2 separate regions of the Zea mays genome follow, and region 2 is linked to region 1. Evidence: chromatin contacts called from public Hi-C data. All regions are on one chromosome and are shown on one strand. The core of a region is the stretch at or near the end of the contact, and the rest is flanking DNA. Distances in the headings are between cores, read along the strand shown. Region 1 holds the start of LOC100280804 (deleted in split hand/splt foot protein 1). Region 2 holds the start of LOC103650001 (BSD domain-containing protein).

Region 1 (3,119 bases), core at 563-3,062:
TTTCCCTATATTTCCCTTTTTTACACCATACAGTAAATAAAATCATGTAAGAAATAGACTTACCTAACACAGACTTCTATATGCGGTTAAACACAGACTTCATAATTCACTGGAACCATAATCATATGTGATATATCCAAACATCGGAAAAAGCTACATTAATACAACAATATTTCTGACAGTACCATTTCCTTCCAACGGTCAAAAATCCTTTATTACTTCATCAACGGACATTAGCAGATTACAACCAAGGGATATTGCTTCCCATTAGGCTTCTATAATCAATTCCAATTTGCAAGCCAGTATATGTTTCCAGAATTTTAAGGATTACCAACTATTGGGTTTCATCATGGATGAATAGACCAATTCTGCCCATTAGTTGTTCTCAGTTCTTTCTTGGCAATTAGCCAATGAGATGTGTGCATAATTGGTTAGTTAAGACAAGTCTGGCAATAGCATATAGAATAACTAAACCACTGTTGTTGTGCAGTCCATAAGAAGCTTCTGCAAGTTAAGACCACTGTTGTTATGCAATCCATAAGATGCATAGACCAATTCTGTCCATTAGTTGTTCTCCGTTCTTTCTGCAGTGTTGTTGTACACAACTACACATCGGAACAGACGCCCACAACGTCCATGAAGAAATGGAGATTAAACATGGTTGTTAAGAAAGGCATAGTTTCTATAGCGCGCACACGCCGCTTTTGTGGCCGTTAAGGTCAATGTTTTGTTGTCTCAAGAAATTTCTATATATATATCTAATCTGTTGTCAACTGCGTTGCTTCACAAACTTCCTGTGAATTTTCTTTTATCGCATAATTATTTTGTGATGACTAAGGGGGTGTTTGAATGCACTAGAGCTAATAGTTAGTGGCTAAAATTAGTTGAGACATCCAAACACCCTAGCTAATAGTTCAGCTATTAGTTATTTTTGGTAAATTAGTTAATAGTTAGGTAGCTATTTGTTACCTAGCTAATTCCACTAACAATTTTTAGCCAACTATTAGTTCTAGTGCATTCAAAACACCCCCTAAGAACAAGAATTTGGTTGGCTCATGTAGATGCAACCAGGATCATTGTAATATAGTTTTCAAGCTGTTCATGATGGTACGTTTGCAAGTTGCAAGATTCTATTACTGTAAATATATGTAATATGCTTCCATAGATATCACTATAGGTATATGGTGTTCCACACATTAAGTCAACTCGAGCAAAGCGCGAGTTACTAGTTGTAAAGTAAACGTCCTGACCAATTGGATCTGATGCCCTAGATACTAGCAACACCGCACAGGTTTCCATCTAGCCAACCAATCAAATCTACTCGTGCAAATGGTCAAATCAACATGCCCACGAAACGGGGGGCGGGGGCGTACCTTGGTCGATCTCGAACTCTTCGAACTCGTCATCGTCCTCGAGGAGGTCCATCTTGGCGGCCTCCGCCTTAGCGTCCGCCGGTGCCGCCGCCATCAACGCTGCGCCCTGCGATGCGGCCGAGTGTATCAGCGGGGAGCGACTCGAGGCGTGGGAAGGACAGACGGCGAGAGCGGCACCGACCTACCTCGCGTGCCGGGAGAGAGGACTAGATCAAGCGGCGTACACGAAACCCTAGCTAGTCCGGGAAGCAGCTTTGCGGGTTGCGGGCGGCTGGTGCAGTGGTGCAGGTGCTGGTGCGATCGGAGTTGGCTGGGCCTATTTGCTAGCTGGTCAGGTCTGCCAAGGCACCACTCTGGGACCACAATGTCAGCGTTACTAGATCTGCTACGGTGAAGAAGGCAACACTGATGAATCTAAAGAAGACTGAAGAAGGAATCGGTGTCATACTGAAGAGAAGCCAAAGAGTACCGAAGCTCAATCCTAAATATGCCAGTAAGGACCGGATGTAACAGGGTCCACCAAGTGTTAATCATAGTAGTTAAGCACTAAGCAAAGAGGGTTACGGTTAATACCAGAACTAGCTATAAGTAGCAGGAAGGAATTTATTGTACTTGTACCTGGCTTTTTAGCTGGCCTAAACTTGGAGAGGAGGAAAGGAATACCTGCACCGCCCGAACCACTCCCTGTTCTTGCATGCTTTTGAGAGTTGCTAACATTTTGGTACCAGAGTCAACCTGGATCCACCACATGAGTACTTCATGAGGGCACAGGCAAAGGGAGGAGTGATGGCACCGCCACGAGTGGAGGATTCCTTGTCGCAGTTGATGGCGAAGATCGACGAAGGCAGCAAGGAGACGTACAGGCAGATAGACTCCATGCAGTCCGCCATGGAGAAGATGGAGAATACCATCAAGGGCATGGTGACTGATCGGAGCGACTTCAAGAGGTGGAGATTGGAGATCAAAACCAAGGTGGTAAAGATGACAGAAGACGCTCCAGGGCCAGGTGAACGCGAAGTCGAGTGGGGAATCTCCTGTTTTGGTGGATCCGATGAAGCCGAAGCCTACTGGAGGGATGGTGACCACGTCGACCGGAGAACCATCGGTACTAGCGAGTGCGTCGGCATCGATGACACCTGAACCCACGGTGATTGGATCGGTGACCGGACCAACTCTTCACCATGCTGCTGAACCCTTCCGTCGACCAGGCGCTGGACCGGAGATGGCACGTACACCATACTCTATGGGAGGTATTGTCGCGTTGAATACCCAGCACCCTTGGTCCTTTGTTCCTAATTCAGTAGTGTAGACTGCTTCGATGAATTGGTCTCAAGGTCCTGGTACTAGCATGCCTCAGATGAACTTTCCTGTTTTTGATGGGTCTAATCCAAAGTTGTGGAGAAATCGTTGCGAAACGTATTTCGAGTTTTATGTTGTGCCTAGTGAGATGTGGATCTAATTGGCTATCATGCACTTTCAAGGTCCTGTGCTGTATTGGCTACAATCAATGGAGGCTAGAGCAAGAGACATGAGTTGGCATGAGTTGTGTGCCACCCTGAATACCAGATTTGGGCGTGACCAACATACCTTACTGATTACACAGTTCTATCATATTAGACAGACAACTTCGGTGACTGAGTATGTCGAGCGGTTTGACCAATTACTGCACCAACTGTTGGCCCATGAGAATCAACTAACTCCCACCATGATTACAACACGGTTTGTGGATGGGTTGAAGGATGAGGT
Region 2 (2,870 bases), core at 33-2,532, 180 kb after region 1:
CGGTCAGTGGAGCGGCGAAGTGACGACGGTCACTTCGGCTCTGCCGGGGGGCGCGCGTCAGGATAAAGGTGTCAGGCCACCTTTGCGTTAAATGCTCCTGCGATTTGGTCGGTCGGTGCGGCGATTTAGTCAGGGTTGCTTCTTAGCGAAGGCAGGGCCTCGGGCGAGCCGGAAATATGTTCACCGTCAGAGGGGGGTCTCGGGCGAGACGGAAATCCTCCGGGGTCGGCTGCCCTTGTCCGAGGCTAGGCTCGGGCGAGGCGTGATCGAGTCGCTCGAATGAACTGATCCCTGACTTAATCGCACCCATCAGGCCTTAGCAGCTTTATGCTGATGGGGGTTACCAGCTGAGAATTAGGAGTCTTGAGGGTACCCCTAATTATGGTCTCCGACAACTATCTCTGTTCTCGAATATTTGTCGCTGATTAGTTTATTTTTGAACTAAAACGCGACAAATAAAAAAGAATGTATTAAGTATCAACTAAGCTAATCACAGCCCACAAGATGATGTAGCTTCAAATTCTATAAATAAGCAGAGCAGTTTGAAAGGCTTTTTCAAAGAAAACTCACCGCGTTTGAGGGGTCAGAAAGAGCATTAAGGATTGGATAAAAAATATCATTCAGGTACGCCAACAACCGTTCAGAAAATATGTAAATAAACCATAGGTCCAAACGAACATGTGTAATCAAAATGAATTACAACTCTCACATGTCCAACTCTAAGTTGATAAAATAAAATCATGGCAATGTAAAAGTTTAAAAACATGAAGGTACTTGTTGAGATTTATCAAGATGCAGTCTGAAAAAACATCGGTCTTCACACCCTCAGGCTTTATTTGGATACTCTAGTATTCACTCAGATCCACATATGTTGAGGTCAATACTAGAATACCCAAACTAGACCTGAGTGAGATTGAGATGTATTTTAACTTACTATGAATTTAATCCGACTCAATCCCACACAATCCACATGGATTAACTATAAAATAAATAAGCCTTTAGGTCTTGTTTAGTTATTCATATTCCATATAGATTAAGTGTATTGAAATGAATTTTGACTTGCTATAAATTTAAACCGATTCAATACCACCCAATCCATATGGATTAACGATAAAAACGAACAAGCCTAGCTGGGTCAGCTTTTATACCACATTTGCACGGTAAGATAGCACCCAATATATCAGCATAGTAAGGAACAAGTTGTTCCCACCAAGTTTTACAAACTTGTTGATCTGCACTTTGAACGATATGCCATAAGTCCAGCATTTTTACAAATATTTTGTAGACTAAATTCTAGGTTTTACAATCACAGAAAAAACATGAAAGATAAATTTTTATCTCCACAAGAAAATAGAGATGTAGAAAAAATATCTCAAGCGTTCGTCGTCGCGCAGACGAGACGAGGACGTGGAGCTATTTCCCACAATTTCCGTTAGCCATGGCTAGACCTTGATCCAGCGTTAGTGGATCCAGAACCGCTAGTGGGCAGAAAGCTCGGCTTCCACAATTTTCAGAGTTGAGCTCCGCCTGCCTGGTTGGTCCGTCGGATGGTGCAAAACTCCAGATCGCATCGCCCCCAACCCATGATCAGCAGTCAGCCACCGCCCACTAGCAGTAGCACACCCTCTGCCCTCGTGGCAAGCTGCAGTTTTTCTCACTGCAGAAGGGCCCCACTCGTCATCCAAAGATTGATTGAAGGGGAAAATTTCTCGCCGACGGCAGGTGCCTGATAGATCTATATATCTATCCCCGACGCCACCGCCGCCCGCCTTGTCCTCGCTCAGATCCAAATCCGAATCCCGATCCGCGCGCGCATGGATTTCTTCAGCTCCGTCTTCTCTGCCCCTGCCAAGGAGGATGGTGAGGAGCCGCAGCAGGAGGGCGAGGAAGAGCCGGCGGCCCAAGAGTCCGGCGGGGGGTGGATTTTCGGCAGCCTGATCGATACGCTCAAGGAGGAGATCGAGGAGCAGCGGAAAGTGAATGAGTCGGCCGCCGTCGCCGCGGAGGCGGAGGAGGCCCAGAGGGGTGCCGATGGAGAGGCTGTCCCCGGCAGCGGGTGGATCTTCGGCGGGCTGATCAAGACGCTCGCGGAAGAGATTGAAGCCCAGCGGAAAGAGCAGGAGGCCATTGCAGCCGCCGCGGAGTCGGAGGAGCTCGAGCGGGGAGCGGAGGCTGATGCGGCGGCGGCTGCAACGGCAACGGCAACGGCAGATGAGGAGGGAGAATCTTCTGGCGGCGGCTGGAGCTTTGGCGGCCTGATCAGGACGCTCGCGGAGGAGATTGAGGCGCAGCGCAATGAGAATGAGAAGGAGGCTGCCTCCACGGCGGAGGAGGACGGAGAGCAGGGAATCGATGCGGAAGTGGCGGCGGTGGATGGGGAGGAGGGGGCGCCGGCTGGGGAAAGCTCAGACGGCGGGTGGAGCTTCGGGGGCCTGGTGAGTACGTTCGCGTCGCGGTCGGAGTCGGTCCTGGGAGGCTACCGCCGCGACCTCGAGGACCTCGGCTCGGGGCTCCGCCTCGAGACGGCCGCGCTCCGGGCCGCCGCCGCGCGCGCCGCCTCAGCGCTACCTGGCGCGCTGGAGGCCGGCGCGTCTGTCGCCTCCGACAGGCTTGAGTCTGTCGGCCAGGCCGTTGACGACCTCGGTGCCGCCGCCGCTGGGCTCCTCTCGCATGCCAACGAGGCCCTCCGGTCCGCTGAAGCTGACGGTGTTGATGGTGACCGTGCTGCCCGCCCCTCCGACGGCTCTGTTTCCAGTGCGTCCTGGCGCGCTTCCTTGCCGACCAAGAAGTATACCAGGTTCGAGGCCCAGGTCTTGGCGTTGCGTGCGGACCCTGCCACGTTCACTGAGGAGCCTGAAGATTCTGAGGGC

The links. A called contact is a pair of places that touch in the nucleus more often than the background predicts.
Region 2: a contact with region 1 is called in a Hi-C map of endosperm, with 2.3 times the contacts expected there. The contact joins the promoter of LOC103650001 here to the promoter of LOC100280804 in region 1. A contact is called at or near these places in 2 of 25 Hi-C or Micro-C datasets (ear and endosperm).

Annotation. Positions count from the first base shown.
Region 1 is chr3:41,478,705-41,481,823 of Zm-B73-REFERENCE-NAM-5.0, forward strand. It overlaps LOC100280804 (deleted in split hand/splt foot protein 1), which reads right to left and starts at 1,813. Exons shown (of 3, transcript NM_001153724.1): 1 at 1,555-1,813; 2 at 1,374-1,479. The coding sequence starts at 1,467.
Region 2 is chr3:41,663,787-41,666,656 of Zm-B73-REFERENCE-NAM-5.0, forward strand. It overlaps LOC103650001 (BSD domain-containing protein), which reads left to right and starts at 1,283. Exons shown (of 1, transcript XM_008675682.4): 1 at 1,283-2,870. The coding sequence starts at 1,815.